Linked DNA regions of Mus musculus: all the other regions are linked to region 2. A link is a contact called in public HiCAR-type, HiChIP or PLAC-seq and promoter capture Hi-C data. All regions are on one chromosome and are shown on one strand. Each heading gives the region's core, a stretch centred on a gene start, on an enhancer-like site or on the middle of the called end of the contact. The rest is flanking DNA. Distances are from core to core; before and after follow the strand shown.

The links. Promoter capture Hi-C pulls out the DNA fragments that hold promoters and counts their contacts. HiCAR-type assays count read pairs that join an accessible place to other places. HiChIP or PLAC-seq counts read pairs in DNA pulled down with a chosen protein or histone mark.
Region 1: a contact with region 2 is called in a promoter capture Hi-C map of the C10 cell line, with 4 times the contacts expected there. The contact joins the enhancer-like site here to the promoter of Nsmce3 in region 2. A contact is called at or near these places in 6 of 39 promoter capture datasets (the 3T3-L1 cell line, the C10 cell line, embryonic stem cells and 2 more) and 4 of 115 datasets of contacts at active chromatin or transcription factors (astrocytes, large pre-B cells and stem cell-derived neural progenitor cells).
Region 3: a contact with region 2 is called in a HiCAR-type map of astrocytes, with 2.2 times the contacts expected there. The contact joins the promoter of Apba2 here to the promoter of Nsmce3 in region 2. A contact is called at or near these places in 3 of 39 promoter capture datasets (hippocampal neurons and liver), 1 of 484 Hi-C or Micro-C datasets (embryonic stem cells) and 1 of 115 datasets of contacts at active chromatin or transcription factors (astrocytes).
Region 4: an H3K27ac HiChIP or PLAC-seq map of embryonic stem cells shows a contact between it and region 2, with 3 times the contacts expected there. The contact joins the promoter of 1810049I09Rik here to the promoter of Nsmce3 in region 2. A contact is called at or near these places in 2 of 39 promoter capture datasets (cranial neural crest and neural stem cells), 7 of 115 datasets of contacts at active chromatin or transcription factors (embryonic stem cells, large pre-B cells and stem cell-derived neural progenitor cells) and 1 of 9 other capture datasets (embryonic stem cells).
Region 5: a contact with region 2 is called in an H3K4me3 HiChIP or PLAC-seq map of stem cell-derived neural progenitor cells, with 2.7 times the contacts expected there. The contact joins the promoter of Tjp1 here to the promoter of Nsmce3 in region 2. A contact is called at or near these places in 2 of 39 promoter capture datasets (both in the C10 cell line) and 4 of 115 datasets of contacts at active chromatin or transcription factors (large pre-B cells, microglia, pancreatic cancer cells and 1 more).

The regions. Positions count from the first base shown.
Region 1 is chr7:65,295,560-65,300,587 of GRCm38.p6, reverse strand. It overlaps Tjp1 (tight junction protein 1), which reads left to right. Exons shown (of 27, transcript NM_001163574.1): 26 at 775-918; 27 at 2,921-4,423. The coding sequence ends at 3,015. Among named protein-coding and RNA genes, the nearest start is that of Tjp1, 73 kb to the left of the region's middle. Within about 2 kb of position 2,422, at least 4 of the 459 cell types and tissues checked have an H3K27ac peak or open chromatin away from gene starts, as enhancers often do.
Region 2 is chr7:64,869,406-64,874,739 of GRCm38.p6, reverse strand. It overlaps Nsmce3 (NSE3 homolog, SMC5-SMC6 complex component), which reads left to right and starts at 1,700. Exons shown (of 1, transcript NM_023239.5): 1 at 1,700-3,058. The coding sequence starts at 1,822. The coding sequence ends at 2,661. The region is part of intron 2 of Fam189a1 (family with sequence similarity 189, member A1); the gene reads left to right.
Region 3 is chr7:64,499,761-64,504,712 of GRCm38.p6, reverse strand. It overlaps Apba2 (amyloid beta (A4) precursor protein-binding, family A, member 2), which reads right to left and starts at 2,575. Exons shown (of 15, transcript NM_001291166.1): 1 at 2,460-2,575.
Region 4 is chr7:65,209,504-65,214,907 of GRCm38.p6, reverse strand. It overlaps 1810049I09Rik (RIKEN cDNA 1810049I09 gene), which reads left to right and starts at 1,488. Exons shown (of 2, transcript NR_166507.1): 1 at 1,488-1,652; 2 at 1,813-2,094.
Region 5 is chr7:65,367,204-65,372,703 of GRCm38.p6, reverse strand. It overlaps Tjp1 (tight junction protein 1), which reads left to right and starts at 1,460. Exons shown (of 27, transcript NM_001163574.1): 1 at 1,460-1,894. The coding sequence starts at 1,868.

The DNA of each region.
Region 1 (5,028 bases), core at 1,173-3,672, 430 kb before region 2:
AGATGATGAATTGAGGTGTGATTACTTTTAGCAGTTCTTGATTTCACTAAACATGGTATTGTAACCCACTTTCTAGAGGTACTCTGCCTTAAAAACAGTAGGACTCATATTGTTGGCCCTGCTTGAATACCTAAACACATGTATAGCAAACACTTAAAAATGAAAAGCATAGGTTAGTAGGATGGCTCAATGCGCAAAGGTGCCTCTTCTAACCCTAGAGATAAGACTTTGATTCCTGGGGCCCGCCCATACAATCAAAGGAGAGAACTGACTTCCTGCAGATTACACTCTGACCTTCACTAGCACAGCATGGCATGTGCACGTTCACACACACACACACACACACACACACACACACACACCAAATAAGGTCCTCCCCACCCCAACCCCCAGGGAATGCCAAAAAGTGCTTTGAATATGTTGTGCTACAGACTTAGTCGGTGGGATTGGAATTTAATAGCCCCTGGTTATATGGGATTTTATAGTACTAGAAATGTAAAATGGGCATCAGAGACGGAGTCTATTGGTTATATGTTGAAATATTTTTTCAGCCACATTGTTAGATAAAATATTAAAATGAATGTCACATTTCTTTTTCCTCTAATATATCTATTAAAATCTTACAAATTATAATTTTAGTGTCCACCGTATTTTTCTTAGCACTGCTATGGAGAACTAATGTTATTTGGCTTTAGCAAATGTGTACTAGGATTGACTGTATCTCGTGGGAAGACTTCAGTCATCTCTGTTGCTCCTTTCTCTCCTTGACTCCAGGTGAAACTCTGCTGAGCCCCCTAGTGATGTGTGGGCCCCATGGCCTCAAGTTCCTGAAGCCCGTGGAGCTACGCTTGCCACACTGTGCGTCCATGACTCCTGACGGTTGGTCTTTTGCTCTAAAATCATCCGACTCCTCGTCGGGTATGCTCTCCTCACTCTGTCTCTGGGCTTTGGGAACTGTCGTTGATTAATGCCTGAGCTCTTGGTGCTTCCCACGCTGTGTGTGAACAGGTCTTCCCTCTGTCCCTGTGGCCTCGGAAGCATTGCTAGTGTTTTAAACCTGCGGTTTATATGCTATAAATGCATATGGGACCGTGGAGACTTTTCTACCTTTTAATAATTGGCAATTTGGCTAAAAATTGGCTGTTCTTGGGGCTTAAAAATGTATATAATCTATCAGATTTTTTTCAAGGTGCAAAGTGTTTATTACACTTAGAAAGTTTCCACAGTGATGGTGCCTGGCCAGGGGCTTGGTTTTTTCCAGCCTGAACCTCTCAAGTAACTCTTGTTATGCACTGTTTTAAGTGACTTTTGCTCATTGGCTCATGATTTCAAAGCTTGCGTTGCATTTTCATATTTCTTGATTGAGTAACTTAGAAGTCAGTCTTTACTGCCAATATTGTTCACCCTAACAGGATCCTTAGAAAAACAAAAATGTAAAGTTTTGCCCCTAAATTTGTATAAGTCGGTGAGTGTTAGTAAGTTTCAGTTTGGTCCAATATGAAGCAAAGGTTACTACAGAGTTTACAGTAGGGTCCTATTTAAATATCCCTTTGGAAGAAAGCATTGTGGGCTGATTTTAAGTAGTGAAGGAAAAGTTAAGCAGTGTTGAAAATGGGCACTGAGAGGCCGGAGGATGCTGCAGTTTTGAGGCCAGCTTTATCTAAACTGCCTGCTGCAAGTGGCCTTACAGGATCCACAGATGAGCTACATGTTTGTCACTTCCAGTAATTGTGGGCTACTGTTCAGTTGTTCTGAGACCATACACTTTCTGTGAGCACTGAAGTGTGTTCACCCAGAAAATAAGATACACCTTGTGTGACCCACCCAGTACCGCAGTAGACCGTATTGCTACTGCTAACCTACCTGCTCAGTATGTGAGTGTCGCTAAGTACTGACGTGAGTGCAGCAAACGCTAGTATGTTGAGAAGAAACTTAAAACATAATGATGAGGAAGATGCCTTTGATTTCTAGAGTTGTCTGAGTAGTTTTGTCAGTGATTCCTTATTAAAGCATTCGATTCCTTATCAAATGTGATGCATATCTTACAGTACATAGAGGACACAACTGGAATAGTTGACAGCTGTTAGAGGGGTTGCCTGGTGCGTCACAAGAGGGCTAGTCGCTCCTCTGTGTCAGTTGTCTGGTGTTATTTGTGGCAGAAGCTTCTCACACTGCCTCACAGGCACAGAAGCTTTCCTGGCCTAGGCCTATTGGAAGGGAGGAACAGTCAGCAGCTTTGAGTCTCAACTCCCTTGGCTACCACAGAGGCAGTTTCCCATTGTTCACAGGTCATATCCACTGCCAGGTCTCTGTGCAGGATGTAAATCTGAAAATACCAAGGGTTTCTTTAAGACTCACTTAGAGCTACATAGCCAGTGGGTGTTTTGAATTCCCACAAATGCCACAAATGATTTTATTGCACAGCCAGAATTAGGGAAGACTCTGATGTTGTCTCACTGGTTTGGCTTGGTAAGGGGGAGGAGTCTTCAGGAAGTAGGTGCTACAGAACTTGGCAAAATACCCTTTGTTTGCAGTAACTGAGTGTGAGCAGTGTGTTCTTACATTTAGCTCAAATGGGTTAACATACAGTTCTATCCAAAAAGACGGTGTTAATAGTTGTGTACACTGCAGAGCAACTCCAGTTGTCTCAGCCATGTGATTGTCTGAGTCTTTATAACTTTTATTCCTATATTAAAAGTCCAGTGAATTGGATAACAAAAGAGACATCTAAAACAGCTTTCAGATGATTGTAGCCAGCAAGTCTACTTAAAACACTAAGTTTGGATAGAAGTATACTATTTGAAGAAATAGAAGAAAATTCTAATATGTGTGTTTATATTTGTTCCATTAATAGCAAAACATTGTGGGTAGCAGTCTAGACAATCATGAGTGACATCAGAATCTTTTTTTCCTCTCATAGGTGACCCTAAAACCTGGCAAAACAAGTGTCTTCCTGGAGATCCGAATTACCTTGTTGGAGCCAACTGTGTTTCTGTCCTGATTGACCACTTTTAATTCTTAGTGTATAGGAACTGGACTAAGCAATGTGAACGTGGATTGAACTTACTAAATCTAAATGGAACCACTCTAATGAGTATTATATTTTCTTAGAATTTATACTGCAATTGGTAGTATTAAGCATTTGTTGGAACTGATGAAGGTTAGCGAGCATGCCCCTGAGCCACGGTCAGAAAACATGCTACAAGCTATGTGTTATTGAGTGAAGAACTGTCAGGCATTGGCTAGAGGTTCAAAGATATTTTTGCTTTGTAATGATTTTTGTACTTTTTTATGGTCACTGCTTAACTTCACATACTGATTTCCGTTAAAAATACCAGCCAGTAAATGGGGGTGCATTTGAGTTCTGTTCTTTCCAAAGTACACTCAAAGTTTATTATGGCCTTGGCCTAGCATACACATTTTATTTTATTATGCATGAGGTAATGTGCACACATTTTTTACAAATGCACCTGGAATATATAACCAGTATAGTGGATTTAACAGAAATGTACAGCAGGGGGATTTATAACTTGGGGAGGGAGGGTCAAATGAAGACAATTACTTATTGTATATGAAAACACATTTCTTTTAGGGAAGGACACCAAAGCATGTGAGCCCGGTTCATGGCCTCTGAATCTATAAATTAACATATCACCACAGACATGTAACCAGCAGGAATGCCTTACCCTAGTGGGTTTAATTCTTCCATCATTTCGCTGTGTATTACTAAGTTTTTATGAGTTCTGTGCATATCTAGATACTGTACCATGGAAAAGACTGAGTAGATTGTGGACTTGATGGTTTCAGAAATGTGCAAATTACCTGGAAGAAAATAATGGTGTGACTTAAAATATTTTTTTGACAGGGGGAGTGGCAGTCTTCTGTTCTTTGGGCTGTGCATCTGAGATGTTTGATGCTTTCAGGACGCATGTACATAATGCGTGCATACCACTTTTGTTCTTGGTTTGTAAATTAACTTTTATAAACTTTACCTTTTTATACATAAACAGAACCAAGTTTCTAAGGCTACCTTTGTATTCTCTCCTGTACCTCTTGAGCCTTGAACTTTGACCTCTGCAGCAATAAAGCAGCATTTCTACACATACAAGGTCATTTTTCTAAGAAAAAGAATGCACAGAGTTGTTACATTTTTAAGTGCTGCATTTAAAAGATACAGTTACTCTAGTTTGATTAAATTCTTGCAAAGTATCCCTTCTGTAAAATTTGTGATACAATACTGTGCCCTAAAGTGTATTTTTTTACTAATAGACAGTTTATTATGGCACATCAGCACGATTTCTGTTTAGATAATACACCACTACATTCTGTTAATAATCAGTAGGTGTGAAAGGATTTCTTTTGTGGTTATTAAAAAAAAATCTCAAATTTCTAAATCTGCAAGAATAAAACTTTTTAAAATACAGTATTAGTTTGGTTTATTTGCTCTCTGTTTCCCATTCCAAGCAACTTTATAACCCTGCTTTAAATTTGTGTGTGTGTGTGTGTGTGTGTGTGTGTGTGTGTGTGTGTGTGTGTGTGTGTGGTGTGTATGTGTAGGTCAGAGATGGATGTCAGCTATCTTCCTGTCAGCGTCTTTCTTATTTTTGAGGCAGGATCTTGCCTTGAACCCAGAACTCTGAGATTGCTAGCCTGGCTGGCCAGCAGGATTCAAGGGTCTGTTTGTACCTCCTCCCAGCCTCCAGTGACGGGGGTGCAGACATGTCCCGTCTGCATACTCAGTCTCTGTTGGTGCTGGACATCCAGACTCAGGCCCTCACGAGTGTGAGAGCAGTGCTTTTACACACTAAGCCATCTCTTCAGCCCCTGCTGTTCTGTTTGGAGCCTTTGCAGTAATCACCATGTCACTAGTTAAATATTGTACATGCTGAGTCCTGTTTCCCACACCCACTGTGTACTGTGGATCGGGCATGCTAATCAAAAGCTAGTAGGCAAACTCTAGGCATCATGGTGTCCTCTATGCCATGTCTGTTCTTTAGGACCTGTTTGTGCAGTCCTTTCTCCGGAACA
Region 2 (5,334 bases), core at 451-2,950:
TCGTGAGAGGTTTAGAGAGTACAATGGCAAAATTGATTTAATCTTAACTCATTACAGAGAACATGGCATTCATTCACTCATGAGGACAAAGCCCTCTTCAGTGGGGGGATTACATTTCCAACATGCAAGCTTTAAAGGACACATTCAAACTGTTGCAGCCTCTGCCATTGCGACCAACCTTTGATGATGTCTTCGTAGACCCTGTATGGAATAGAAAGTTACTGCTCAAAGCTCACTAGATTTCAGAACACTTGAATCACAACATGGGGTGGGATTTTATATTAGCATTGCAGGTCCCATTATCAGAGTGCATTTTCATATTGAATTATAAACAAAAATTTTATGCTGCTTACATTTAATGAAATTTTAATAAGGCCATGTTTTGGTGTTATTATTCAAATAATGTGATCTGAATTGCTTTCCTCTGAATATATTTGCATTAAGGAGGAAATCAATTTGAGTTCGTTCTCTGAATAGTTTACCTATTTTCTTGGTAGCTTTAAAAAAGAGAGAGGAAAACTCAGTTCCGTTGTCAGTAAATGGAGAAGAAACCCATTTGCTGAGATCCACAGCAGTAATAGCAACAGACTGCTGATGGTTTGAGTTAATGAAATGACTCATTTTGTCTATTAGAGTTGCACAATTTAAACCATCTACAAGCCACACACACCACAAATTATAAAGGATGATAGCTCTTCTCTTTCTTATTGAGATTTTAAAGCTTATATATTAAGAGAGAGAATTAAGAAATTCACATTATTGCTACTCCCAATCATTGGTAACCTAAATTAAATGGTAATCTCTGGAGAGAGCAAGTGCCTCTGGGGTTAGCATTCCTCTAACATGTTTCTGCTAAAATTGTGGATGTGGGTCCGCGGCAGTTTTCCCAAACATGTCTTCCAAAAGGTCAGTCCACATTACCAAACTAAGTCACGTTATTGGCAGTGCTTACGTGGTTTCTCATGGTCATCTAACTGAAATTCAATGAAGAGAATGTGAACCTGAAAATTGCAGAAGTCTTGCTTTTAAGAATAACTTCCCTTACAGACTCAAGGGATTGTACAGAAATTAACTGGCCAGGTGGGAATGAACTCTGCCAAGGACAGATACCGGGACAGGGTCCCCTAGTCTGTCATGTCCCGCATTTGGTGCACAAGTCAACACTTTTTTTTATTTGGGGGGGGGGGGGGGTTCGAAACAGGTTTTTTCTGTGTAGCCCTAGCTGCACCGGAACTCACTCTGTAGACCAGGCTGGCCTCGAACCCAGAGACCTGCCTGCCGCTGCCTCCCAAGTGCTGGGAGTAAAGGCGTGCGCCACCACTGCCCGGTAACTCTTTTTTTTTTTTTCTTGACTTTCCAGATCTTTTCCTCCTCTCCCTTTATTTTCCCACCCGCACACATTTATCCTTTGTGTTCCATAGACAAACTTTGTAGCTTAAAAACTAACCAAAAACTATTAGACGTGTCTAAACAGGTGTGCCCTAGAACTCAACCGCACACTTGCCGAGAAGTTTTGGTTCTTGTTTTCTATTTATATGAGCTCATAAACACCATTCAATTCTCATTAAAACTGGGGATAAAGCCCAGGAGGAGCTGCTGCCAGCGCCGAGGCCCTCCGCATGCGCAGTAGCTATGAAGAGTCCCCGCCCCCGCAGGCTGGCTCCCAGTCGTATCGCTCCGCCTCCCGGACGCAGCGCGCCGGCGACGTGACGTCACGCGCGCGCCGCAGCTTCTCTCCCAGCCTCTGGGGCGCGCTCGCTCGGCGGAGTCTTCTGGCGGTTGCTGCTCCCGATCGCGGCCTGCTCTCCGCCGACCGGGGACATGTTGCAGAAGCCGAGGGGCCGCGGTCGGCCCAGCACGCAGGCTGACCCGGAGCGGGACTGGGGAGGCGCTGGCGAGGAAGGACCCAGCACGTCCCGCGCCGCGGGCGGCTCCTCCCAGGGCTCCCGCGCTTCCCTGTCGGCCCCGACCGTGGGGCCGCGCACTCAGAAGCAGCTGGAGCTGAAGGTGGCCGAGCTGGTGCAGTTCCTGCTGATCAAGGACCAGAAGAAGATCCCGATCAAGCGGACGGACATCCTGAAGCACGTGGTGGGCGACTACCGGGACGTGTACCCCAACCTTCTGAAGCTGGCCGCCGAGCGCCTGCAATACGTGTTCGGGTACAAGCTGGTGGAGCTGGAGCCCAAGAGCCACAGCTACATCCTCATCAACATGCTGGAGCCGGTGGAGGCGGATGCGGAGATGAGGGGCGATCAGGGTACCCCCATCTCGGGCCTGCTTATGATAGTCCTGGGGCTTATCTTCATGAAAGGCAACACCATCACCGAGACTGAGGTCTGGGACTTCCTGCGACGGCTCGGAGTGTACCCCACTAAGAAACACTTAATTTTTGGCGACCCAAAGAAACTCATTACCGAAGACTTTGTGCGGCAGCGCTACTTGGAGTACCGGAGGATACCCCACACCGATCCTGTGGACTATGAATTACAGTGGGGCCCGCGAACCAACCTGGAAACCAGCAAGATGAAAGTTCTTAAGTTTGTGGCCAAAGTCCATAACCAGGACCCCAAAGACTGGCCCACACAATACTGCGAGGCTTTGGCAGATGAGGAGAGTAGGGCTAGACCTGCAACTGCTAGTGCCCCAGCCACATCCTCTTGAACTCTTTGAGTTATGGTCTGAGGGACTCTGGAGATCCAGTATAAAAGAACAGGGGGAATGGGGGTCGGAGGAAGCTTGATTCTGCTACGCATAAAGGCCTTGGAGCGTTAGGATGTGTTGCAGGGTTTTTTGTTTGATTTTTTTATTATTATTATTATGGTTTGGAGCTTTAAATTTTCATTTAATTGTCTTTTTGTTTATAAAGAGTTTTCTAACTTTCTAAACCTAAATGAAATTGTATGATGCCAAACATATTCAAGAAGGAACACTTTGGTAAATTGCTTTGATGTTCTAGACGATAAAGAAACAGGGTAGCTATTATCTTAATGACTAGTTCCTGGGGAAAAATAAAAGTCTTTTTAAAATTGAAAATAAAATTGTTTTAGCTTCTTGTCAACACAGCTTTAAATATACATATTCTGTTGGGTGTGAGCACTTGTGGTCCCACGAAATCTATGTGATGTGTTTTCTAGCATTTTTATATTCATAATCATAATTCTGTTGTCCTATGGGTTCTACTTAAGATTCTTTTCTAGTATAACAAATACTATACTTTTGAGTCAGTTCACCATTATTATTATTATTGTTTCCCTGTTAGAAATTGCGGCTAAAAAGGAAATGTCATGATTCCAGACTTTTTTTTTTTTTCCATGATAAGCTAAGTCAATGGTGTTGCAGAAGTGTGTGAATGTGTATTAGAGCAAGTTGTAAAAATCGTTAGGTCTCCGGTTTATAAAACAGTGTCGTGTCGTATCGATTAACCAGGCCTGATTGGGAACCACACTGCCCAAGTGCAGATCCTGTTCCACCAGAAGAATTTAGCTTGTGTATCTGTAGAATCAAGTGTGCCCTTAAGGTGAATAAATAGGAAACGAGATAAAGCTGAGCAAAGCCCTGGTGTGGAAGAATAGTTCTTTAGAAGAACTCAGGGTGATGTCTGGTGCGGACAGACCAGTGTGAACAAGGCTACCACAAGATGAGGGGCACTTTATGTTGCTATAGGTGAGTCAGGAAACAAGTTCACAGATTCCTTGGAGTTCTTCATAGTATCTGGCCAAACACTGGGCACAGGCAGTAAGTACTGTTGTTCTGAGAAGAGTTGCAAGTTCGTCATCAGAAGAACAAACAGGGTGGCAGTGAGGACAGGTGACTTTAATCAGCCCTGAACTAGAGGCCAACTAGAGGAGTCTGTGGTAGCTACGAGGTCTGAAGGGACGAGAGGGGCTACTGACTGTTGGCTTGTGTTGCAGTAGTGTCCTAGGATGCTTTCTCCAGCTGTGACATACCATGACCACAGGCAGCTTGGAAGGTAAGGGTTTTATTTCAGTTGTAGTCCATCACTGAGGAATCCTGGAGGCTGGAAATAAAGTAGAGGCTATGAAGGAACACTGCTAACTGGCTTGCCCAGCCTGCTTAAACAGCTCAGGACCACTTGCCCCAGGGATAGCATTATCTACAGTGAACTGGGCCCTCCCACATCAAAAATCGATCAAGAAAGTGTTCCACCTGGTGGAAGCATGTTCTCAATTGAGGGTCTTTCTTTCCAGATGACCCCAGTTTATGTCAAGTTGACTAAACAGCACGAGGAGATCTGGAAATTTTTAGGCAAGGACTAGTTTATCCTTGAGTCCCCCTTCTTGGTTACTTTTTAGGTTAGTGTATGAGTTACCTTCTGCCCATGGGCTCCTGACCTGAGTCAGCTTTCGGTTGTGCTGTGCTGCTTAAGTTGTCCTCTGTGCCCATTGTCTCAGAACTGTCAGGTACAGTAATGGTATCCCGGTTTTCCGAGGGCTTCACAGTTTACTGTCAAGCTATTTTGTTGGAGATGCTGTGCTACATTAGAGGCTAGATAAACTCTTATCTTTCTTGACAGGTTCCAGAACTGCATATCATGCCATTATATAACTTTACATGTATGTGCACGTTCACGGAGAATATGTTTTTCTTTTGTGGGCGTTCATGGCTTACATAAGTTGCCTTGTGTCCTTTATCACAGCACAGCGTTTTTTTTAACCAGCTATTTTTGACGTTACTGTATCTTTGAAGTTACATGTATACATTGAAGTTAATGTATGCATAATCTGATTAATTCGCTTTGACTTCCTTTCATGAAGGGAGAGTACAACTTCCTAATGTCTTCCCATCAGGGAGGTGTGTGCCTCAGGAGTTCAAGCCAGAAGCCAACAGTTATCAGTGACACTTGCCAAATGGCTCCTGAACCCATCCATTTGCTCCCTCACCAGCACCTAGACAGTTCTTACTGTTTTTGCCAGTCGCCCCACGCTCTGCAACCCATGTGAACACTCAGCTTTTACAGCCCTGTGGTGGATGTGGGTGCATCGTTAATACTTCACTGTGCCATCTGCTCTCCTGAGGTGACATTAAGCATCAGCCTGCCTTTTACTCTCCATTTTGACCATTAGATTTTAAACAGCAGATGTTTTTGTTTGTTGGTTTGTGAGAACTCTTTGTATCTTCTGTGCATCAGTCCAATTGCAAATACCATCTGCGGTTTTTGGTTTTGTCATATTTTACTTTAATGTGTCTTAATTATCAGTATTGTAGCCCTGTATTTTGTAATACCTCTTTAAAATTCTAATCTTAATTATGAAGGTATTTATTTTTGAGAATTTCCTACTAAGTACTCTATTCACCTTGATCCCACCCTCCCCA
Region 3 (4,952 bases), core at 1,326-3,825, 370 kb after region 2:
AGAACCTCCACACTCATCTGTCCCTAGGATCGTCAAGAACGTGGTATCGGTGGAGACCCTCACCTGTTGAACTTCATGAGAGCAGGGGACAGACAAGATGCAGCAGTAAATTGAAGACTTGAGGATTCCTCTGTGGTCAGGTAGATCCTACCCCCATTCTGCCTTTCCAACAGGGCGCAGTGACCAGTGCCCAACCTAAACAAAGCCTGGTAGATGCTAGCCTTACTATCAAATGCTTTTTTCCTCTGAGTTCCTCAGTTTTGTCTAGGAAAAGTCAAGGTGTTTCAACACTCCCTCTCAGCCTCCAGGGGTGTGATTGGTGTCTTTTACAATTATCTTTTATTTTTATCTGGCATTTCTTAGCTCAGTTGGCAAATTGGACATTTATGCACCTCCATTTCACAGACCATCCCTACCAATTATTACTGTGAAACTAATATTTTATTCAAAAAAGGAGGAGGAGGAGGAGGAGGGGGAGAGGGAAGAGGAGGAGGAGGAGGAGGAAGAGGAAGAAGAAGAAGAAGAAGAAGAAGAAGAAGAAGAAGAAGAAGAAGAAGAAGAAGAAGAAGAGAAAGAAAGGAAGAGAAAGAAAGAAAGAAAGAGAAAGGAAGGAAGGAAGGAAGGAAGGAAGGAAGGAAGGAAGGAAGGAAGGAAGGAAGAGAAACAGAAGGGTGTTATGCCAACTAGTTAACAAGCTACCACTTGGGTCTGGGGTTGCCTCACAGGGGAAAGAAGAAGGCAAGCAGAAGTGAATGGTCCTCAATGTCGGCCCCTTCCAGCACAAAGACTCAGGCTCACACCCACTCACAGACCATCTGATTCAGTGCGGCCCAGCACCCCAGACATGGAAAAGCAGCAGTGGGGTAAGTCTACTGCTGCCTGACACCCGAGAGATGAGAAAAGCTGGGGGTGGGGGGACATGGCTATACCCAGCTCAGAGACTGTCCCAAGGACAAGCGGACAAGGACTTGGTGGTGCCATGGAAGGAGAGGTGTTGGTACCTCCAGCTCATAGCCAGTTCCACGACCCACTAATCCCTTCCATGTGGCTTGGAGTCCCTGCAGGTTCTTCGTCTGTGTCACTCACCCCTCTGTTCCAGAGCTCCAAAGTTCAGGAGACCCTCTGCAGCACACCATGACCACCCAGCAATCTGAGTGCAGGACAAAGTCACCCAGCCACTCTGCCCTGAGTCCCCTGCCTCAGATTGCTGCTGTCCAGGAAAGCCCCATCCTTGCCTCTTTGGAGGGACCGGGCCCCAAAGGGAGCCTGCCCATTGGTTCTTGGCACCTGCAGATCAGTACTTCAGAAAAAGTTGTTCACTTGGACCCTTAAAGCTTACGGGTCTTTGTTTTCGAAACCACTATCCTTCCTCAAATCTATATCCATAAAGGAAGAAGGGGTCTTGGGGTCTAAGGGGACCGGGACAAATCAGTTCAGACATGAAGAAAGGCCAAGAAAAACAAGCAAGGTTTAAGAACTTCACCGTGCACAAGGCCTGAGTGAGCTGGCTTTATTTAAATTCGAATTTAAGTTTGGCCTCTGTCAAGTCACATACAAATAAACAGATATTAAAGAATTAAAAGTCTTCCATAACTGAATTCTAAGTTAAGACTAGTAGGCTTTATTTAAGGCGCCTACAGCCAGGGCAAGCCCTTGCAGAGCCCCACTGGTACCTGCTCCTATCCCTACCGCACTCAGGGGAAGTTCACCCACAGCTTTGGCATATAGAGGCCTGCTGCCCATACTGCTCCCTGTGAAAACAAGGCTTGAAAAAAGCTGGGATCAATGTTCCCCTTCATCCTCCATACCCAAGTCCCCTTGCCGGGCTCTGCCTGCCAAGAGGAAGCAGCCAGGATAAGGGGCATGTCCCCGCCGCATCCCCCCAGAGAATACGGGGTGTGGAATTTTTAACTGAGTTTCTCCCCCGGGCCTCATTATAAAGGGAAAGGGGAGGGAGGGGTACAGATCAAAGACCGGTTGCCTGGAAGCAGCGAACCCAGCAGCGACCCCAAACTCCCGAGTTGCCGCCCAGCATCGGGACTTGGAATCAGTGCCAAGCAGCTCCCCTCTAGACAACCCCCCCCCCAACGCAATAATAGGGGGACCCAGACGAGTGACCATCTCCTCTGGCCACACCAGGTAGCCCCGCGCCGCCGCTTCGCAAGCCCCTGATAACCTAGCGGCCAGCTGATCCCTGCCGCGCCCGGCCGCTGGTCAGTGGCTCGGAGGGTCCGGTGGGTCCGGAGAGAGAGGGGCGCTGGTCCGTAGCACCCCCCGGTCCCAGCGGTGGCCCGCTCTGTCGACGATGCCCCTCTGCCTCTCCAGAGCCCCACAAGGTCCGAAAGGGAGCGCTGGGACCACAGCATCCGCGCCCCCCACTGCGCCCCGGCTCCCCCCACGCGGAACCGGGCAACCCAGGCTGCTGCCGCGGAGACTCTGGCGCCCCGGGCCCCACTTACCTGCGCCCGCGCGGGTTGCGCGATGCGCCGCCGCCCCCGACTGGGTCGGCGAGGCCGAGAGCGGGGCGCCGCAGCAGCTCTTTGTGAGCCCGCGCCGAGCCGCACACCGAGACTGCTAATGAGCCCGGGAAGCTGGATAGCGGCGGGCGCGCCCCGGACGCCGCGCACGACACGCAGGGCCGCCTCTACCGGGCGCACGCGGCGCGGCCCGGGAGCACCCGCACCCGCACCGCCCTATCCGCCGCCACACCGACCGCCCCCGCTCCTCCTGCGCCCGGCCACGCGGGGTGGAAACGCTTTCTAAAGAGACCTTAGGGAATCAAGGGATTCAAGACCGCGCGGCCGCGCAAAGCGCAGACAAAGATGCTTCGGCGCCCAGCGCGGCGCCTCCGGGTGCGGCGCGGGGACAGCGGCGGGGACAGCGGACGAGCCCACCTGGGACCTGGGTCCTTGGGATACGGGCTGAGATAGGCTCCGCGAGTCGCGGTGGCCCCTTGAGGAGCACACAGGTTCCTGGGAGTGAGCTGGGACCGGCCAGTTGGGGAGCCTTAACAGTCTGGTCCTGGGCAGGCAGAACAGGTGAAGGAGATGCTGCCGGTGCCCGCACCCTGCCCCTGACGCCGCGCTGCCCCCTGGCGGGCTCCGGAGAGCGTGCGGCGCTGAGGGGCTGCGGCGACCGCGCCCTGCTCTGCCAGCTCCGCTCTATGCGGAGCCCCGGCCGGCCCGAATCCCTTGACTCTCTAGGGTATTGTGGCCCCAGAAAGCCTTTCCTGAGGGGCAAGCCTTGTCCTGCTTCCCCACAGTCAATCACCAGAAGCCTTCTGGCCACAAGGTCTTCTCACCCGGTCCCTGATAACCACACACAAGGTCTTCTCACCCGGTCCCTGATAACCACCGAGTCTCTGATACCTGTGTTGCCTGGGATGTCCAGAAGGGAGAGGGCCCCAACCTCTAATACCCCCAATGAGAACCAGTTGGCTACCCTCAGTAAGAAACAAACCTCTTGAAATTCTTGAACGTTGGGCTTTATTGTCACCTTTGACCTTTCACTCAGCCCTATGCATTTGTGGCAACTTGCAGGTTTAAGGCACACAGGGTGCTCTGTTTTAGGGAATGGGGGGCTCCACTTCAGCCCCCAAATGCTTCCAATTGGCCTGGTTCTCCCTCTTCCTCTCTCTCTTCCTTCAGTCCTAGCCTGAGATGAAGGCCAGGTGGCAGAAGATCAGAGGAATGTCACCAAAGGAAGAGGAGGGTGAGTGGGGTGAGAAAAGAACTTCCTGATGCCCACAGTGACAGAGGTGACCCCGAGAAGGGCCTGGAGAAAAACTGAATACAGGGGCAGACCTAGTAAGGACCTCCTAGGCCTGGGACCTGTCTGCCTCCCTCTCTTTCACCCTCCATTACCCCACCCCCCACCCCTACCTCACCAGTCAATAGCAGAGCAGCTCTGGCAGCTCAGGGACCAAATAGGTCCACCCTAGAGCCATTCTTCCTCCTCCTAGAGCTGACCATTCCTTCTTGCTTGTTGTCCATCACCTTAAATATTCTATTGACCCCCCTGACAAAAAGTTCAGCTCAGCTCTAAATGCAAAACTGTTCCATTGCACTGACTGCTAAGTGTGAGATCCAGATGTGTCTGTCTGCTCTGCAGGGCACAGGACATTGTGCACACTAGCAAGCACTCCACCTCCCTACCTGGACCTTGCCCAAGTTAAAAAATAAAATGGGCAACTCACAAGAAAGGAAATACAAACGACTTTTAATCTCTTAGCACTTCTATTACCCTTTCAGGGTGTGTGTGTATGAGTGTGTGTGTGTGTGTGTGTGTGTGTGTGTGTGTGTGTGTGTGTGTGTGAGTGTGTGTATGTATGTGAGTGTGTGTGTGTGTGTATGAGTGTGTGTGTATGTGAGTGTGTGTGTGTGTGTATGAGTGTGTGTGTGAGTGTGTGTATGTATGTGAGTGTGTGTGTATGAGTGTGTGTGTGTATATGAGTGTGTGTGAGTGTGTGTATGTATGTGAGTGTGTGTGTGTGTGTATGAGTGTGTGTGTGTATGAGTGTGTGTGTGTGTATGAGTGTGTGTGTGTGTATGAGTGTGTGTGTATGAGTGTGTGTGTATGAGTGTGTGTGTGAGTGTGTGTATGAGTGTGTGTGAGTGTGTGTATGAGTGTGTGTGTGTATGAGTGTGTGTGTGTGTGTGTGTGTATGAGTGTGTGTGTATGAGTGTGTGTGTATGAGTGTGTGTGTGTGAGTGTGTGTATGTATTGAGTGTGTATGTATGTGAGTGTGTGTGTGTATGAGTGTGTGTGTGTGTGTGTGTGTGTGTGTGTGTGTGTGTAGGTCATTACAACTTTCAGGAGTTGGTTCTCTCCTTCCACCATGTGATCCTGGGGATTAAATTCAGGTCATCAGGCTTGGCTGCAGACACCTCTAATTGCTGAGCCATCCTACCAGCTTACAAACAACTATTAAACATACGAGGGGCTGGGAGTGT
Region 4 (5,404 bases), core at 239-2,738, 340 kb before region 2:
CTCCTGAGACTCTCCCTCAGTATTGTGTACAGAGCTACCATAAATAGATTCATGTGAGAATCTCTGTGGCAGGCTGACTTAAATTCCTTCAGGTATCCACCAAGGATCATCTGGGTCATTTGGTGATTTGATTTTTATTTTTTGAGGAAACTCCATACAGATTTCTACAGTGGCCACAGCAGTGTACGCCCACCAGCAGTGCCTACGTGTCCCTCTTTTTTCACATCCCTGCCAGCATTTCTGCCCGTTCATTTTGTTGACGATGTCTACTCTGATGGGGTGAGAAGGTCTATTAATGTGATTTCAGTTTGCATTTCCCTCCTGGTTCAGGATATTGACTGGCTTTGGAATGTTTATTGGATGTTTGTATTTCTGCTTTTAAGAATGGTGTCATTCATTTGTCCATTTATGGAGTGGATGATTTGTTTGCTAATTTTTGTGGTGATAGTATTTAATTCAGAGGAGTCTCCGCAGATGCTGGGTATCAGTCCCCTTCTGATGTACAGCTGTAGATCTCTGGTTTTATAGGCTCCCACTTTACCCTGACAACTCTTGGCATCGTGGTGCAGAAGCTTTGAAATGTCATATGATCTTGTTTGTCAGATCTCAAGATTATTTCCTGAGCTTCTGGAGTTCTTCCCAGCAACACCTCTCCTATACTAAGCTGACTCTCAAGGGTCCCCCAAGTTTCCCCTTGGTAGTTTCTGAGTTTGGGATCGTCCGTTAAGGTCTTTATCCATTTTGATTCAACATTTGTACAGATGAAGAAATAAGGGGTTTATTTCTGTGTGGAAATCTAGGATGAATGAAAGGGGAGGAGGGTTGTGAAGAGTGAGAGAGAACATAAATTTGATTGGACAGTAAATAAAATGCATACATAAAATTAAATGAAAAACAATAACATCACCAAAGCTCCCATCCCCTCTCTCTGTCTCTCTAAGAGTCAAAGTATTTGTAAGAGTGTAGTGTAAAGAAAAAAGGGAAACATAAGGGGCAAAGAAAATGGATTTTGGAGCGTTTGTTTCTGGGTCTTCTAAAGTGCCATCCTCCAGGCAGACAGACAGAGATACGGTCAGTTGCCCTTGTGAACTGTCTTTCCTATGCCCCGGCTGGCTGCTGAGCCTTTCTGGACAGTGCCCACCAGCACTGTCTTCACTTCAGGAGATTCTATTTTTTGCCCACCAGAGGCCTCTGCTGGACACACTTGGCTCTTCAGTCTGTTGGGCCAAGCAGGTTCTTCCATTCTCCAGAGAAGCCATTACCCTCCGGGCTGGCTAAGGTTCTAACGGGAGTGTTCTATTCTCAGCACACTTCGAAGGACTAGAGAAAGACAGTGCTGGACAGGCAGATCTGTTTGTGTCCTTCTAAACTCCAGGAGTATTTAAACAGCCTGCTAGAGAGACCGGCCTTTGTGTCACCTGACCAGCTTCAGAGTTCTAAGAGTTCTGGCTCCAGCGGTTAAACCGGTTAAACCGCCTGCTGATCTCAAGTTGGAGCTTTCTGCAGTGATGAAGTCATCTCTGAGAGCTAAGCACTCCACTGCCCAAGCTGAGACTTCCACTGCGTGGACGTATTTTTGGCTTGTCAGCATCTGGCCCATCCCACTCGGTGACTGCTTGAGGTGGCCACGTCTCACTCTGGAGCTGTCACAGGTTAGACCTGCCATTTTAAGATCTGTCATATGCAGCAGCTGGGGACAGTCAGACTGCCTCACTGCAGTCTGTGAGACAGAGAACGATGGCAAATGCTCCCAACCATTCCCCTGTAAGTTTGTAGTCCTACCCACTGTCTGCTGCTCCCTTTGACTTGTAGGCTAGGCCAAGCTAAGTCACATGGTACGGAACTTCCTCATACCCCTTTGCAAATCGGAGTCAGAAACCCCTCGGTGTGTGGGATTTGAGGCTCTTTCCTTCGGACTCCCTGCCACATGGCGGCTGTCTCACAGATCCTCCGGGCTTTGAAGACTCTCTCCCTTCAGGAAAGCATCGAGCTGTCTGGTGTGAAGCTCTTTAGAACTCTCCAGCCTCAAGTCTCCAGCATGCCCTGCCCCATCTCCAAAATCTCTCTTCCAATAAAGCCTGATCTGAAAGGAAATCCAGGGTCAGCTCCTTTCCTAAACCTTGTGACTGATGGTTGCTTGTTCCCAGGCCTCTCCTGTGTCGTCCCCCCCCCCGCCCCTCCCCCCGTCCCCCTTCCCAGGAGAGTTCAGTTTTAAACAGTATTGTGTCTAGATAATTCCTAGTCACAGCGCTCACGTAGGGCCTCACTATGCAGTCCTGGCTGGCCTGGAACTCCATGCAAACCAAATGGGCCTCGAACTCACAGAGATCCATTTGCCACCCAGTACTAGAACCAAACGTGTGTGCCACCACACCCAGCCATGCCCAGTCCCGTTTACATTTCCTTGGTGGCCAGGGTGACTAGTCTTCCACTTATCTGTCCCTTTCCGTTCCTTTTTGTGAACAGTTTTTGTCTACATGTCTTTCACCCAGTTTTCTACTGGGTTGGTTTTTTTTTTTAATTGACTTATTTGCATATTATGAGTAGTTTGCATTTTTAATTCCTGTTAAACAGAGAGTGACAACTATTGCCACTACCTCTGCTGCATATTGAAATGTTTGCTGAGAAATCTTACCACGTGGAAAAATTAGGATTTTATGTTACCAAATTCAACCTTCAAGAGAAAAATAGGAATTTCAAGTCTTGTTCTGGGGCAGCTTTTGTGTTATCTTGCTCAGTAATTGGCAGCGCTTTCTCTCTGGCTCTGGGAGAGCCTTCCTTAGTCAGAGTCAGGTCCTGAGCACAGTGACTCTAGCTTACCTTCCACTTTCTCTTCTCTGCGGTCACCTGCTCCAAAGCGTTCCCCCTCCTTTATCTATCTATCTATCTATCTATCTATCTATCTATCTATCTATCTATCTATCTATCTATCTATCTATCTATCTGATAGCTACTGTGAGTTTATTTTCTGCTTTGTGCAAGACAGAGTTATGGGGTCAGGAAAGCTGAGTGCTGTGAACCAAGACGGGGCTCTTTCCCGCTCCTGCTGGTGTCTGTTCAGCTTGCCTAGTTTATAGGGAGGGATGAGACGGTGGGCTCTGGCCTAGCACCGCTTAAGCTTGGGCAGGCTGCTGATTCTGACAGATCAGGAGGAGGGCTCTGCTGTTGGGCTGCCCAGGATGGATGTGATCCGGCTTCTGGAGGCCTGTGGGAGTGTGTGTTCAGGAGACTCCAACACTGTAGCTATGAATGGAAGAGTAGGTTTCCCGAAAACAAACAAACAAACAAACAAACAAAACAAAACAAAACAAAACAAAAAAACAAAACTGGTCCACCAGTGGGGCACAGTGTCTCCTGGGTACCCAGCACATCTCCCCGGAACTTCACACTTCTGCAGCCAGAAGTCGCCAATAGTAATCCTGGGTAGCCATGAAGGAGCTGCTGGAAGGGATGGCTACCATGCTTCAGGGCCGAGTGTGTGTGTGTGTGTGTGTGTGTGTGTGTGTGTGTGTGTGTGTGTTAACTCAACTCAGACCGAAGCTACTGATTGCCAGTATCACATGACCAAGCAGCCTTACGTTTGGGTTCATTAAGTGGCCCCCAGGAGCACTCTAAGAAGCAGTACATATATTCCATTGAGAAAAATGGCCTTTAAAGAAAATGAACATCAATGATGAGAGTAATGAAAACAGGAGTGTCTGTGTCTAGTTTTTAAAAAATATGTGGCCAGGCAGTGGTGGTGCACGTCTTTAATCCCAGCACTTGGGAGGTAGAGGTAGGCAGATTTCTGAGTTTGAGGCCAGCTTGGTCTACAGAGTAAGTTCCAGGACAGCCAGAGCTAGACAGAGAGACCCTGTCTCCAAACCAAAAAACATATTGCTTTTGAGCATTCCATACATTTTATTATGAATATGATCATACTTCCTTTTCCCTCTCCAGCTCTCCTCATGCCCACCCAAACTGCCCCTTTCCAAGGTCATATTTGTTTGATAACCCACTCGGTTCAGCTGGTGTTGCCCATCCATGCATGGATGAGGGTCTATTCTTTGGGGCATGGGAAACCCACACGTGGCTACATCCTCAAAAAGATGGTCCCTTCTCCAGCACCTATTAACTACCAATAGCTCCCAAGCAATGCCTGTAACCTGGCTCTAACCCATCTATCCTAGGATTTTATCTGGCTGATCTTTGTCGGGTCTTGTGCAGGCGACCAGTGCTTCAGAGTTGATGAGTACAAAACCCACGTCAAGTACAGAATACAGCCTGCCTATGTGCCTTATATAGTGTGTCTTAGATAGCGTGTCTTACCCTGCTTCCCTTCCTCCAGCTCTTAGGTTCTCTTGCCCTCCTTCTTGACGATGTTCTCCGAGACACGACGCTGCAGGCATTGCTATAGATGATCTTTTAGAGCCAGGCACATGACCAGCTTCTCCTCACTTTCTCCTAACACGCATCCTTCCCTGACTTGATGCCTACTTCCAAGTGAAGCCTCTGGGCAGGGATGAGAGCTGCCTAGGGCCGTGGGCACAAAACTCTTCTTTTTCCTCAGCCTCATCAATTCTGGGATTACAGGTCTGCACCACCTCAAATGACATTTTAAAAATTACTCCTTTTATTTATTGAGATTAGGATATTAAATTTTTTATTAGTTCACTGAAAGTTTTCATAATGTGTTTTGATTATATCCCCCTCCCAAATCTTCCTAGATCTGCTCACCCTTCCTCCCAACCCAGCTCTGTGTACTTTTATTTAAACCCTTCAAGATAAATGTGTGATTCCTACTGTGCTTTCTTATTTATTAAATTTATTATTATTATTATAATTCTCCTAATTCACTTTATATCCCACTCACTGCCTATCTCTTGGTCACCCTTTCCCACAACCCTTCTCCCCATCCTCCCTCCCCTTCTCTTCTGAGCAGGTGGGGTCCCCCTGGGTAGGCCCCCCACTCTGGCACTTAAAGTCTCTGTGAGGCTAGGTGCATCCTCTCCCACTGAGGCCAGACAAGGCACCTAGAGAAACATACCCCACATAGTACAGGCAACAGCTTTTGGGACAGCCCCTGTTCTAGTTGTTTGGGACTCACATGAAGACCAAGCTGCACATCTGCTACGTGTGTGCAGGGGACCTTATGCTTTAAGATTATAATATTATATCACTTCCTCCTTCCCTTTCTTCTCTCCAAATCCTCTCTTATACCCCTCCCTTGTCTTTTTCAAATTCATTGTTTCTTTTATCACTAGTTGTTGACAAATATATATTTGTATTCTTTTTTTATATATATATGTTTGTATTCTTAAAGACATACAATCTGCCCAGTGTATGCCACGTTACTTACATGTGTGTGTCACGTTACTTCCATGTATATGTTTTCAGGGCAGGCCGTTTAGTATTGGATAATTGA
Region 5 (5,500 bases), core at 211-2,710, 500 kb before region 2:
CCATGGCAAGATAAGACCAATCAGGTAAATTAGATGTAGACACGATGTAGTGATCTAATATTTAGCTTACATAATAGACTTGATAAACTGATTGACCAAAGAGAAAAGGGAAGGAGTAGGCGCATCAAACTGCTAGGCAGGTTTGCAGAGTGCATCTCTTATTAAATGGTAATGCCCTCCCTGGTATGAAAGTCCTTCAGGAACCGCTTTCTCAGCCACAGCACACCCAAGTCTTTTATAATGCTGTTTTCTCATAGGATAAATTTAATCACCCCCTTTGAGAGAACACAGGACACTTTGCCTGTGAAATAACTACACACACCACAACTAAAACAAAACAAAACAAAAAACAAAACTGACTTTAACTGTTTTCCTACATGCCGAGAAACAGGGTTTGGTTTGCACGATGCTCTTTTCTGGTTCAGCTGGCTTAGAGTTACAAAATACTTGACTTTGAAACCTTAATTGATGTTTACATTTCATGTATGGATATTTCCAAGTTAGAATTAGGTTTAAATTGGTCATATAGTTGAATTCTCAAAAGACAACAATAGTCTAAAAGCCGATGCTTCTGTCTCCCTCTTCCTTGTATGGCTACTGTAGCACTATGCTAGGTACTTTAGGATGTTATCTAATGTTACTAAATTTTTCTAATATTCCTTAAGAGCTTTGCAGTATACAGAATGTAAATTAATGAAGCTCGAAATAGTTTTCTACCTAATTTTTTTTTTTTTTTTTTTTTGGTTCAGCAAGACAGTTGGCCTAAGTTTGCACAGTGGCCTATTGAACTTGTTGAATTCCGCGTGTCCTTACATCCTTTTCTGGTTTAGAAAGGCAGGCAGCCTGCTCTGTCTCTTCAGGGGCCAAGAATTTCAGCAATCTTGATAGCCTAAAATATTCTATTGAGATCCCTGTCTAGCGAGGCGGGAGAAGGGGGCTGGGATTATCTCAGTGTCCAGATTTGTACCTGGTTTATTTAAGGCAGTCGGTTTGTCCTGAGCCTTCTAGAACGCTTCTGTTGTGCTTTAAACAAAAACATATCTCCAATGGGGTAACAGTGCCGAGACACATGGTGACAGTTGTGACCATTGTTACTTGCGAGGCTAAAGAAACCACAGTTGGGTATTGGCCAGGCCGACCTTAATTGTCACACTCCTGCGTGGGGCCCATCTGGGGTTGCTGGTTGAGGAGAAAGTAGACAAGTCTGTGTAGGGAGTCAAAAAGCTTTAGTACACAGGAGTTTGGGGTTCTCGGGGGTGGGGGTGAATCGAATTCTGCCGGATCTGTGATAAAAACAAACAGGATGGATCGCGCGGCAGCGGAAACCGCCTAGCAAGTAACTTGGGTAGCCGAGCTTTTCCTTCCGCGCGGGGGTCGGACCCGGCCTGGCCCCGCCCCTCGCGGAGGCCCCGCCCCCGCCGGCTGGGCATGCTCAGTGGCCCGGTCCGGCAGGTTTTGCGTGGCCGCCTGAGTTGCCCGCGACGGCTCTGCCCGCCGACGGCACGTCTCTCGGCGGCCGCGCGTTCCGGGGAAGTTACGTGCGGGAGCAGGCTTTGGAGGAGACGCCCGAGGGTGTAGGGGACAGCCGGAGGCCCGGGTACTGCGGAGCGGCGAGCCGGCGGAGGGCGGCGGAGGCCGAGCAGGCGGCCGGGTGTGCCCCGCGGAGAAGCCCGGGCGGGGCGGACGCTTCCCGGACTTTTGTCCCACTTGAATCCCCTCCCCGTGGGCCGGGCCTTTCCGGCCTCCCCCGCCCCTGCCCCGCTCGTCCCCGGGAGATGTTTATGCGGACGGTGGCGTGAGGAGCGGGCGGGCCGGCGGCGCGGAGTTTCGGGTCCGAGGAGCTTCGCGCGGCGCGGAGAGAGACAAGATGTCCGCCAGGGCCGCGGCCGCTAAGGTGAGAACCTCTCGGCCAGCCGGGCGGCGGGCTGGGCGGCGGGGGGCGGCGGGGGAGCCTCGCCCCGCCCTCCCCGCGGCGGCAGCCGGGGGCGACCGCGGCGGGGCGGTGAGGGAAGGCGGGAGGGCGGGCTGGGGGTGCGCCTGCCGCCCGGGCAGGTGCACGGCTGCCGGTGCCTGGCTCCGGCTCGCGCTGGGAGGCGACGTGCAACAGGTCCCGCGCCTGGAAAGTCGCCCCGGGTGAGGATTCTCAGGTCCCGGGAGCGTGTCTGCGGAGACCCGGGGGTGTCAGCTGCAGCAGGAGGGTGGGTGGGTAGCCGCGGGGCTGGCTCTGGAGGAGTGGTTGGTACCCGACGAAACCCTATAGTTTCGATCTGATGTCACCCGCTGCGGTATGCGCAATGGCAGCGATAAAGCTTGGAGACAGCAAAACACTCAGCTCTAGAGTAGCTATGGTTTATTTTGAGGTTTATTATTTATGTGAGGCCACAGAAGGAGGAAAGTTTTTAAGCACTTTAATTTCAACTTTCAGAAGTAGCACAAAGTGTCCCTACACATGGACAGTAAGATGGGTGCAAACCAAAAGAGCCCGGTGAATTCTGCACAAAACAACTTGCCTATTTTCCTGTGTGCTTTGAAGTGTGCTTCTTGACAGTGTGTTATATTATTATTACATTAGGCTAAAATTCTTAAAGATGAAGTAGAATCCTTCTTTTGTACGTTTTAATTAAAAAAAAATCCTAAAGTGCTTGCTTTTTCAATGACAGACATACAGTGTGAGAAAAATCAATCCGTTATTCAAACAGCTTAAACAGGTGGTGATTTTATGTAGTTTTCTATTTGAAATACTTAATCATAACCTTTGAGAATAGATGGAAATTTCTGAATTCTTGACAGGACCTTGTTTCTTTGGCAGATACAAGGTTTAGTATAGATTGTTTTAAGGAATAGAGTATTGCTCCTGTAGGAGTAATTTAGTTTGTATCTTTTTTTTTGAGCAAACATTGATAAGAGATCTAAAAGAAAGACTGGGTCCAAAAACTAGAATCAGTGCAACATTTGTTACTTTTAAAATATAAGTGATGATATTTGCATTTGCTGGGACTTCCTTTCCTGGGATGAAAGGCTTTGTTGCCATATTACACAGAATGTCAGTTTGTTTCAGAGTGTGAGCTCTGGTACTTGTTAGTCAAGACAACACACTTGGAAAGTGTTATTCCAAGAGAAGTGTTTCCAATAGCTTGCTGTGGCAAGGTGATTTAGAAGGTGTGCTTTTACACATAAATTATGGTATTGAGATCTTATGGCACATAGGGGCACCTCTGTAGTTAAATATTTGCGTCCTTAGCTGGGAACTGAAGGGTTATTTTCTTGGATGCAGTCTTACATAAAGCCAGGCCCTCCCTCAATGAGCTAGTGAATGCAGTGTTAACCAGTTGCCTCCTTCCCTAAGTCACATTTATTGTTCTCAGGGAACCCAAAATGCTTAAGCTCCAGCTCCATGGTTGTTTTACATAGGGTGCTTTTGTTTCTCCTACCCCTGTGAAGACATACAGACACTCGTTTTGCAGCCTGCTCTTGTGTTTTTGGCACAGCAGTTGTAGAACTTGAGTGCGTCAGTACTTTTCATTCTCCAGCTTTGTAAGGTCGAGTAGTTTTCACCATGCCGCTCCAGTCATCACTGCCTTTTGGATGGAGCTGTTGGGCTTGTTTCCAGGATATTGTTATTGCAATGAGTATAATTTATATAATTGTATTTACATTTTTGTATTGTACACCTGCTACTCTATGTCAGCTTATTAAAAGTGAAACTGCTATGCCAAAGAGTGCGTTTCAAATTCTGATATACACAAACTCTTACTCCAAAGTCTTTACCTAAGAATAAACACAGCAAATATTGGTGAGTTGGCCTGAATCTTGATGAAGGACATAAATCCAAGTCAGTGCCATAAAACTCTGTGGCTGACGAGAGTCAATAGATTTACCCATGGTCCCTGAATTGATGGTTAAGTGCAGCGACTTCTAAGGAGAGTTCCATTGTGGTGGTATAGAAAGCATGTTAGCTGAAGATGTTTATCTTACCACGTAGATGAATGCAAGGAGAAAGTCCTTTCAGAAAACCCAATTTATTATAAATTCAGAGTACTTTAAAATAGAGAATGGAGTCACATAGTCAGAAATAACATATTTATGGGCTGTTAGTGATTGTGATCAACATTAAATATGAGCTAAGATAGCGGGCGTGGTGGCGTACACCTTTAATCCCAGCATTTGGGAGGCAAGAGGCAGGCGAATTTCTGAGTTCAAGGCCAGCCTGGTTTACGGAGTGAGTTCCAGGACAGCCAAGGCTACACAGAGAAACCCTGTCTCGAAAACACCAAAATAAGTAAATAAATAAAATGAAAAATATGAGCTAAGATTAATCTGTGGGGGTAATTCAATTGATTCTCACAGTAATGCTATGAAGTGGAAGCAGAAAGCTTGTGATATGCACATTTAAGACAAGCAAAAGGGAAAACTGAATATATGTCAAACTAAGTATAGATCATCGGGAAAGAATCCCTTATTTCATAAATAGAACTACAAAGACTGGTATCCTGTTTTAAAAGTTTCTCTTTTCTGCTTCATATGAAACAACAATAAGATCCTGATGACTCTTGGAGTTATTTCTTGTGGGTGTGTATGATGGAGGTACGTGCTGTGGTGACATGACCAGTGGCGCTCAGATGACAGTTTAGTGGCTTTGGTCAGGCTTGCATCCATGAGTCACAAGCATCTTTAGTCACTAACCATCTTTCCTTCCTTGCCCCTCATGAAGGTTTAAACGTTTGAAAAAATAATTGACAAAACACGAGAAAAGAAGTGCAGGGAGGCACAGACACGCACGCGCACACGCACACGCACAGGGGAGTGATTGGGAAGGGATTCTCTGCTGATGATAGTGAGTAAATAAAGGGAAAGAAAGGCCTGTGTATGGTGTGCATCTGAGTTTGCAGTGAGGTTTATTTACTAGCATACCTGATAACAGTTACTCAGAAGTTGAAAACAGAAGTGTGGGGATGGCTCTCTGACTTACCGTGTAATTGCGTAATTACGTAAGGGAATGGTATTAATAATTACTAGGAACAGTTTCATTGGCTGACCCACAGAAAGTGGCTGAAGGAAGTTGCGCTGGCTTCTGGATTTTCAAGTTGTATCACTTTGGAGGAAACAGTACAGATTTCTGTGCTGTCCTCCTGGGCTGTGTTCTTGCTTTGCTGTGTAGTGCGATGTTTGTGTCTGAGGAACAGTTTTGTTTTTCCTAGTGGCTATGTCTGCGATTATAGTGTAGACGGACATAAAAGTGATTTACACTTTTCTTCTTTAAACCATTGCTGTCTATTGTAAGGATTCTCAGGCAGCTATCAACTGAGGCACAGTGGATTTGCTTTTCAACAGCTGAACATATTTTAACCTTAAGAACTATAGAAAATAGCTAAGGTAATGATCAAAACTAATTACTACACGAGTCTTTCTAGATGGGGATTGTTTGCTGAGTTAGCGGATGAGTATTTGCGTCATGTGCTTCCAGAGTAAGCAAAAACTCATCTGAGGCTTACGATTTCCA